Regions from separate parts of the Mus musculus genome. Here region 1 is linked to region 2. Evidence: chromatin contacts called from public HiChIP or PLAC-seq data. All regions are on one chromosome and are shown on one strand. Each heading gives the region's core, a stretch centred on a gene start, on an enhancer-like site or on the middle of the called end of the contact. The rest is flanking DNA. Distances are from core to core; before and after follow the strand shown. Region 1 holds the start of Kdm6a (lysine (K)-specific demethylase 6A). Region 2 has its middle 84 kb from the start of Gm39498.

What was found. HiChIP or PLAC-seq counts read pairs in DNA pulled down with a chosen protein or histone mark.
Region 1: an H3K27ac HiChIP or PLAC-seq map of epiblast stem cells shows a contact between it and region 2, with 5 times the contacts expected there. The contact joins the promoter of Kdm6a here to the enhancer-like site in region 2. A contact is called at or near these places in 5 of 39 promoter capture datasets (the 3T3-L1 cell line, 3T3-L1-derived adipocytes, epiblast stem cells and 1 more), 2 of 484 Hi-C or Micro-C datasets (both in embryonic stem cells) and 2 of 115 datasets of contacts at active chromatin or transcription factors (embryonic stem cells and epiblast stem cells).

What each region holds. Positions count from the first base shown.
Region 1 is chrX:18,160,127-18,165,094 of GRCm38.p6, reverse strand. Kdm6a (lysine (K)-specific demethylase 6A) reads right to left here and starts at 2,520. Exons shown (of 29, transcript NM_001310444.1): 1 at 1,923-2,520; 2 at 1,648-1,711. The coding sequence starts at 2,089.
Region 2 is chrX:17,722,439-17,727,076 of GRCm38.p6, reverse strand. No RefSeq gene overlaps it. Among named protein-coding and RNA genes, the nearest start is that of Gm39498, 84 kb to the left of the region's middle. Within about 2 kb of position 1,731, at least 13 of the 459 cell types and tissues checked have an H3K27ac peak or open chromatin away from gene starts, as enhancers often do. A contact at or near this core is called in epiblast stem cells, where this site is marked.

The sequences.
Region 1 (4,968 bases), core at 1,271-3,770, 440 kb before region 2:
ACACATCTTTGGAATGACAACTTTACATTAATCTAATCTTTGTACATAAAATACTTCAAATAGGTTGAGGAAAATCTTGAAAAGAGGGGGCTAACAACTATTTATATTTATATAATTCCAGAGCTAGTTACTGAACATTTTTCCAGCGCTAATTTTAATGAAAGAAAATTAATACCGTCACTGTCAAAGTTCAATTCAAATTTCCTTACCATTCAAAGAAAATGGACCTACCGAAAAAGATTATGACTGTTTTGCCTTATAGTCATTGTCTGCAATCACAAGTTCTTATATTTTGATACTTTAAAATAAAAACGTAATTATGATCACAGATAAAAACAATTAAGGCAGCCAAACCAAAATACATTCAAAAAGTAAGGAGCAAAATAATCAACTTTTTTTAAAGCCGTTAAGCTTTAGTCGCCTTTCTTAAACTTCCCAATTGCAACAATAGAGCTAACAAAGTATCAAATCAAACCTAAAGATTTCCGGCAAAGAAGAAAAGGTCTAATGAATGCAACATCTACCATAGACACTCCAAGTTTGAGAGTCCCAGCTAACAAAAAAACCTCCTCCTACCATTCCAATCACACTTTGGTCAGGAAATATAAACTGAAGTAGACAGACTGAGACTCCAGCCTTTGTTCAATAGCTTACCATGGGTAACTAAATGTGCTACAGGTTGATAAGCATTTACCAGGCGTATGCACGCTATTTCAAAGCTAGAGAAGGGGACAAAAATTCTACATGCAAATAATCTGTGATCATTTTTATTAACTACTGAGCTACATACTCCAAAGGAGAGGCCTATTCTTCTCTGATACTATTTATTTCCCTGTTTACCTCTCCTCCCTCCCCCAAACCTCCCCCGGCTCACTTTCTCCTCCCACCCTGTCCCGCCATCTTGGGCGGACAGAAGCAGCCATTACTTAACTAAATGACAGTACCAACAACTTTGCACACAAATAAACAAGAGACTACACCCAGAATCCTCCCCAACTGCTCCTGACAGACTCACAGGAAACCAAGCTCCAGAAAACGCACTCATACAACTGTGGTAGATCTTTGGCAGAAAGATCCAAAAAGTAAACAAATCACCTAACTTCAGGTAAAGCACACACCGATGATGATACAAGTCAATAACCCCATGCAAACTCTTTACGGACCTAAACTACGTGCAACTTCCCCCTTCAGGGAGCAGAGACAAGAAGCCATCCCGAAATGTTTGACTAAAGCAGGCATCAGGAACAGACTGCCTAAAGAGCCTTAATAACCAGGGAAGATAACGAGCGGGGGATTTAAGGAAATCTACAGCTGTTTACGAACTCATGACCCTCCCTAGGCACCTCAGAGATCATCCGCCTAGCCTCCAAGGGCGGTAAAATCGTAGTCAATTTGGAAGCCCCACATGAGCTTGGCCCCAAAAGCGCCACTGCCTCTGTCCTCTGGCTCCAAGAGAAGTGATCTCTCAAGAGAGCAAGCGAGGTATCAGGGGGTGGAGGGGAGCGCAGTAGCAGGAAATAGTTTTCCGGAAGCCCCTCGGCCGTCTTTCGAGGCCACAATGAGTGGTGACCCGGCCCCGGTGCCCCAGGCGAGCGCGCCTCTGGCTCGAGAGACCGCGTCCGCGCTCCGGCCCGCGGTTTGCCTTACCTTGCCCAGCAGGGCCTTCATCCTGGCGCCATCTTCATGAAACCTCACGAACCCGAAAAGGCGGCTGCGGAGAAAGACACACGCCGCTCGTTAGTGCCCCGGCATCGGCGCCGACCCGTCCGTGCCAAAGCCCGAGGCCCGGGCGTCAGCGGAGCCGAGAGCGCCAAGCCGAGGTGCCCGCCCCACGGCCGCCACAGGCTAGCCGCGCTCCGGCCTCCTCGGAGAGTGGCGCCAGCCTGTCCCGAGCCGCCCGGGCGAGTGCCCGCTCCCCGTACCTGTCCAGTCCGCCGAGCGCCTCCCTCTCCTCCGCTGTCAGGCTGGGGGACGCCTCCTCGCTCTCGCCGCTCGCTTTTCCCGCCGCCATTTTCTTTTCCTCATCACCGAAAGCGGCGGCGGCGGCGGCGGCGGCGGCGGTAGCGAGCGACACTCCGCAGGATTTCATGGAAACGCAGCGAATTCACAACTCCAACGCCGACACCCCCCCTCTCCGGGCCGGAGCCCGCAAGGACGCCTCCAATCTCCGCACAAGACCGGCACACCAACTTTATTTCTGCCTCCTCCTCTGCCGCGAGAGGCGGCAGCGAAAAATCCTAACGCGGTAGAGGTGAAGGCAGAGGCAGCAGAGGCTGTGGAACCACTGGGTCCGGAGCGGCGACGGCTCGGCTGTAGGGTCACATCGCGGGGATGGGAAGGGGGCAGCCACAGGCAGGGTCGGCGGGAATGGCCGGAGCGCGCGAGGAGCGGGAGCTCTGGGGGGGATTCGTAGGAGACACAAACTTCCCCGGCACCAGCACAAAGTTGTTGTAATTGTGTCACACAGCGAACCCCACGCCGCTGCCGTGACCCCCCCCTCACAGCCCGCTCGGCGCAGCCAACCAGAGCAGCCCCTCGCCTCACGTGACCTTTGTTGACTCGCGTCAGTCGTGGCTCCACTTAACTTGCTAGCTGCTTTAGCCCCGCCCACCGAGGCCGCCACAGATCCGAGAGCGGGATGCTCGCCAGTTCTGGTCGGTGGTTGGCTGATAGGCACGTCTGTCCGGAGTAGGGTTGTCACCCAGTGGGAGCAGCCGGTTAGGTTGTGCTACTTAAATACACAGGCAGAGAATGGAGGGGTCCAGGCTGTGTCCCTTCGGGAGCCGTGGTGGGATCGGGGGGGGGAGGGGAGTGCTCAGTCTGGGCGAGGTCCGGCACCGCCTGTAGCGAGCGCCAACGAGAAAGCCTAGGACAGCCTCTGGCTGCCCGGAAGCCCTAGGGTGGGCCAAGACTGTGATTTCGGTGGTCCTGCTAGCGCTCGCGCACTCCGGGAATATCGATCCCGACAGGGCTGGACACCAGCTGAGTCGCGGGGAGGGAACACTCGGCCCCAGACCTCTGCCCTCGGAAGAAGGCGCACTGCTAGAAATAATAGCCTCCACGAGGAGTGCGCCAGAGGAGCAGCAGCCGGCTTCATACCCTGCAGCCTGGGCGCCGCCCTAGACAAGGCCACGCGAAGCCCCATACCCTTTCAAAAGGGGAAGGGGAAAACGTCTCCCGACCCCCGCCCACTCACCCCAGGCAGGGAGGAATGAAGAGTCAGTCGCCTGCAGGGGGTCTGGCGCGCTGGCTCCCGCACCCCACCGCCAAAGGTCTGTCTGTTGGCAGCACTTTCGGGCCAGATATTCCTGCTGCTTGCATATACCCTACGCCCTAGCAGTAATTCGTTATACTATAAAGAAAAAAACAGAAACAGTGAAATTTGTCGAGGGGGATTTCAGAATGTTGGGTTCTGTTGCTGTCATCTCAGTGGGTACTCCATGGAAGAGTAGGAGCTGTATGTGAACTGGCCTTAGAGAAATAGAATCCTCAACACAGCTTCCTGCCAGCCTTTTTCTGCTTCCACTACATAGGAAACCCTTAGCAGTAACATTTGCTTGTTCTGTCCCTCAGGTACAAATAAGTCTGGTGTTTGACCCATAGTATAATCAGGAGATAGACCAAACTTTCCATCGACTATTTTGAAAAGGCAGATATAATGTGATGTATCTCATCACACCTCCAGTCTTTGGGATAGAAAATATTAGTAAATGGACTATATGAAGAAAAGATCCGTTTATAAACCAAGCTTTATATGTTTTATATAAGTTTACACCTGTAATCAATAGGGTATATTTAAATTTAGATTTCAGAATATATAAGTGCTGAGTCAGTAAATCCTAGCTGTGTTCTTCAATGAGAGACTATAAAAGTCCCAACTAATTTTGCAGACAGACAGAGCTTTAAATTGTTGCCTGGAGACTAGTAACTAGATGAATAAACTAGTTTTGTATGGATTATATTTCGTGTTTAATTACACTTTTACAAAACATGTTCTATGGTGTTCTATTTTACTTGACTGAGTGAGTACCAGAGACTGAATATTTTCTATAGCTAAATTAACATACGAATTGTTAAATGTCACAAATGGTGACCTTCAAAACCTGGGAGATTTTTGGCCCCACTACCACATGGACACTTGCACAAACAGAAATCAAACCTGTCAGTATTTGGCCACGTCCCCAAAGTTACTGGTTCCTGATTTAGTCCCTTTCCAAGAATGATATAAGCAACCCATGTCTGAGTGCCTTCCTGCCCTTTAATAATAAGGTTAGAGTTTTAGAAATAAAGTGATAGGGAGGGGTTGGAGTCTAGCTAGCACAGCTGGGTTCTGATCCTTGTGCAAGCTCTGTGACCTCTAAACCAAAGCTGTTGTTTTTGATGTGGAGTAATTCTAGTTTATTGGGGCACAGGTTTTATGAAACAGGGTATTGCTCTGTAGCCCAGGCTGGCCTCTGTGTTCTCCTGCCTCAGACTCCTCAGTTCTGGGATAATAGACACGTACAATCATGCCTGGCCAAACCAGGCCAACTACAAGGATTTATCCTCCATCAAACATGCAGTGTCCATATAAAATAAGTCTTACATGTCTATGTAATTTTTTTGGCATTTACATAGTTTAGCTGTCAAATGTATGTGAAATAAGCATGGAGCCTTTCTCAGTCACTGTCAAAATTAATGCAATTTTAAATTTATGACATACAAAAATGGAAAAATTTTGTTTTATAATAATTATTACTATGGCAGGGCAGTGGTGGCACATGCCTTTAATGCCAGCACTTGGGAGGCAGAGGCAGGTGGATCTATGAGTTCAAGGCCAGCTTGGACTACAGAGTGAGTTCTAGGACAGCCAGGGCTACACAGGGAAACCGTATGTCAATAATAATAATAATAATAATAATAATAATAACTATGAAAAAAAACCTGGGCTGATTTAGCTCAGTTGGTAGAGTGCTAGGTTGAAGGTCA
Region 2 (4,638 bases), core at 482-2,981:
CTACAACTATGCCTTTTTTTTTTTTTTCCCTGCAGTCTCAGGTCACTTACCTGTTTGTAAAGTACAGTTCCTGGCAACAGCTGGCCGGTGTGCCTGCAGCTACTTTAGTCAATGCAAAGGGAGGGAAACCAAGCTCTGCCATGCCACAGGTGCCCCTTGATACTGTGTACCTTTTCTCTGTGTCATTAAAACATACCTTGTGTCCTCCTATTTCAAGTGTATAAATCAATGGCTTTTAGCGTATTCAGTTAGGCAACCATGGTCACTGTATATTTTCATCAACTTCTAAAGAAGCCTTTTGGCAATCAGTCCCTATTCAATATAACTTCCTGTACTCCACAGGCTTCGATAACCACTAATCCATTGTGTGTCTCTAGATTTTCCTATTCTGATCATGTCATGGAATTGAAATCATACATATAGCATGTGATCTTTTGTGACTGGATTCTTTCACTTAACACTTAACTTTCAAGGTTTATCTATGTTCTAGTGCACACTGGTATTTCATCCTTCTTAGGGTTGAGGAATATTCTTTACTAGGTAACAGACATTGGGACTGTTTCTGCCTTTTTGCCACTGTGACTGTGAATAATGGCTATTACAATTATTTTTAATGATTTATTTTATTTCTAATTTATGTGTCTGCTTCTGCATATGGTTATGTGCATGCAAATGCAGGTGTCCAAGGAAACCAGAGTTTTTGTATTCTTCTGCAGCTAGAGTTACAAGTGATTGTAAGCCACCCATCTTAGGAGCCAGGAACTGAAGTCAGGTCTTCTGAAAGAGCAGTAAGTGTTCTTAATTGCTGAGCCTTCTCTCCAGCACTTATTATATTTATTGCTGTGTTGATTAATTTTATATTGGGACATGCATTCAGTTGTGGCATGTGAAACAAAAAAAATGGGGTTCCATGTCCACTTGGGGCTAGGGCCACTGGTTGAGGTGGATGCGGGAAGTTTGACTGAGTGCAACCCCATAGAACCACCACAGGGCTGGCGTTGGACTGTGAGAAGCCAAGAGATCCCACTCTGGGGGTGAGGAAGGCAAAGTCTGGGATCCCTGAGGAACCTGCTGGAGTCAGCCTGACTCTCAGATACCACAGACCCCTCTGGGGACTGCAGAAGAGCTGGCTCTGGGATCCCTGGGACACATGGAGGCCAGGGACGTCAGGTTCTCACTCTCAAACATCCCAGACGCTGCTGTATGTTGAGATAGAGCTGAGAATGGGTGGGGACCCTCTGGTGGACTCTGGCCGGGGGGGCCAAAGGGAAAAGGGTAAGAGGAGAGCTCTGGCAGGTTACTGCGGAGAGGAAAGTCTGGCTAGCTTAGACAGCTAGCTCAGTGAGCTGCTTGGTTTGGCTGGCAGCCATGGCTGGAGCACAGGGAGGCCTCCTGGTAGGAGATTAGATGCACAGCACTTTAGAGGGAAACCTGCACTATTGTTCCAGCATGGTGAGTTCCAATGAAAAGAGGCAGTCCATGGTTTTAATGCGTTTATTGTAGAAAGACAGAGAGGAGAGAGTAGAAGAGGAGAGGCCGGCCATGGACACATGGAGAGAGGGGAGAAGGGAGGGGGAACAAGGGAGCAAGAGTAAAAGCAAGAGACTAGGAAGGTAAGAGAAACAAAAGAGAGAGGAGTGGGCAAGCAGCTCCTTTTATAGTGGGTTGGGCCATCCTGGCTGTTGCTAGGTAACTGTGTCGCAGAACATACCTGGCTGTTGCCTGGTAACTGAGGGTGGAGTCCAGACAGAATACCAGGGTGTTGCTTAAAAGACTGCTGGCCACACAACTCTCTGCGGGTGGGGGTGGGGTGGGGGTGGGGCTGTGGGAAGCTGTAGCTGCGACAGGAGGAATGGCCAAACACCTTCTGTCCTTTAGGGTCACTGGTGTTCCAGGCCTGTGCTCGCCTAGGACCAGGCTGTCTGTGCATAGCTCACTGCCCTACAGTGGCATTTTACTGCCAGCATTGTCCAAAGGTTTTAATTTCTCCATGTTTTCCTTTTTTTTTTTTTTTTTAATGTCTGGAATAAGACATTTGAGACTGCTTACTATTAAGACTATTAAGATGGAAAGGACTAGAAGGTGTTACAGCAGATAGATTATGTTTCTGGGATGCTGCAGAGAGTGGTATGAACCTATTAAGTCAAGAGGTGCCAGTAAAACCATCCAATCCAAAATAAAAATATTTTCAGTGTTACCAGCATCAGCAGCATCAACCATAATCTAATCATCGTCTATTTTTTAAAGTGCTTTGAAGAAGCAAGGCCAAATGAGTATGACTACCCACATTTAAAGACTTGCCTTGTGGATAAAATAAATAGCAATGAATAGTTACATCAGAGAGAGAAAATGAAGGTCTGTTTAAGATATCATTTCAAGTTGGTGTGTTGCCCAGCTAAAATGCTCCCTTCCCCCATGCCCTCCCTGAAGGCACCATTTCAGCCCCTCCTCTGATGACTGATTTTTTGACTTCTGCTCTCTTGGCACCTTGCGATACAGACTGCTGCCTGTTGTGGTTACTTAACTTCTGCTGCACATCTGCTTTGCATCTCATCATTGCAGTTGAGTGTTGTCAGCATATTAAACCTGTATTCAACTTCCTAATTCATCATTCCAGCCGGAGCTGATGATGTGAGGATTTCTTGATGTCCCATGCACATAGGTAGATGTCAGAGGACAACTTGTGAGAGTCAGTTCTTCCCTTCTACCGTGTGAGTACTGAGAAGCCATGTCAGATCTTGATATATATATATATATATATATATATATATATATATATATATATATATATATATATGATGGCAAGAAAGACATAGATTTTTTTTTTCTCATCTATGGATCCTAAAAATAAGCACCCCCAAATTCCTTATTAAATAATCTAGCAATTTTAAAAATGTAACAGTCAGACATAAATTGGCATAAAATCAGAAGTCTGAGCCATTCAGTGTTTTACTTCACTAGTGCATGTATACACATGTATATACACAGGTGTACGCATGCACACATACACAGAAACACTGTCAACACAACTCCAGAAGCATTTTTCCTGTCAATATTTGCCTGTGAGCATACAAAATTTAACCACTGTGAGCATACAAAATGTAAGCAGCAGCAACAAACAACAGCATTTGCTGCTTTCAGAAATGCCTCAAAATCCATTTCCAGGACTAAGAAGATAATGATCTCTCACAAATCCATTGAGAGATTTTATTTTCAGGGTTTTGTGCTGCAGAGCTTATGAAATAAAATACTAATGCAACACAGTATGCTTTGGTTTTATATAGCACCTTTCATGAAAGGAGCTTAAAGGAACCCATAAGCTTTACTCATTTACCTTCAAAACATATTTTTTATAGAATTAACATGATAGTCTACCAGACAAAAGTTAAAAGCAATAAAAAACACCATATTTTATATAACAGCAGTTCAAGACATATCCAATTTCAATTTTTCTGACTTATATGAAATTATTTAGCTTTGTATTACTTTCAAGCTCCAAGAGATGCAATGTATAAATAAAAAAGAATAATTCGTGTTGCATTTATCTAACCCAGAGCTTTAATTTTGGAGAAGGAGGAATGACCCTAGATGTGTTTCTTATCTTTCTAAGATTCTATGTGCTTCCCATTTTACAGACACCTCACCAAGTCTTACTGGGGTCTGAGTACTGGCAGGGAAGCTATGCTGATGCAAACAGAGGAGGATTTCAAGGAGTGCTTACTGATTTTATGGTCCCATTGCTTGCTTTTTGATCCTGATTTTGCAGAACTGACACGTGCTTAGGTCATATGCTTATGCCTGTTGGAGATGGGGGACAATCTTTTACCTACCAATTCCTATGGAGTGATTGCATACAAGCCCAAATTCTCAGTTGACCTAAATTCATCAATGAGACTGAGGGCCCAGTTATCTCCACTGTTGCCTTCTAGGAGGCCTAACCATTTCCATTTGATTAAATTATCAGAGAAGTAGAACAATACTCAAAATTTACATTAAAACATTACATTTTAAATAAAATGTAAAGAATAAAAGGGATTTTTTAAAAGAAAGTAGAAACTTACACCAGTAGGTGGTTGTAATGTTTTGTTTGCTGAAAACACTTCTGACATGTTCTGATGGTGATGCAGATAATAAGTCCAAGCTTGAACTCTGGATTTATGTTATCAATGAACATTCATGACACTCTAGGTTGTGATAAATGCCAGGGAAAAGTTAAGATAAATGTCTTACATTAGGCTTCTTTAAGAAAGTACCATAGACTAGTTGGTTTAAATAATGTACATTTATTTCTTATAGGTTGGGTACCTGGATGCCAGTACAGTTGGGTTTTGGAGAGTGTTGTAGTCTAGTGACAAAGTTCTGGCTTCTTGTTTAATCTTCACACAGCAGAAAGAAGTCCTAAGACCCCTCTAGACTTTCCTTTATGAGAGTATTACACCTTGCCGCAGACCCTCTGGGTCCCTTTGTCTGTGTGGAAAGGGTCTCTAGGCACAGGTGGGCAAAGAGTCAGCGGAAATGACAGACAGATGCACACAGGAGATTGTGTAGAATCTGAATGTATTTTGTCAAGACGAGCATCAAACTTTTTATACAGAAGAATAGCAAGAAACAAGATACAATCCACCAAGTTACAGTGAC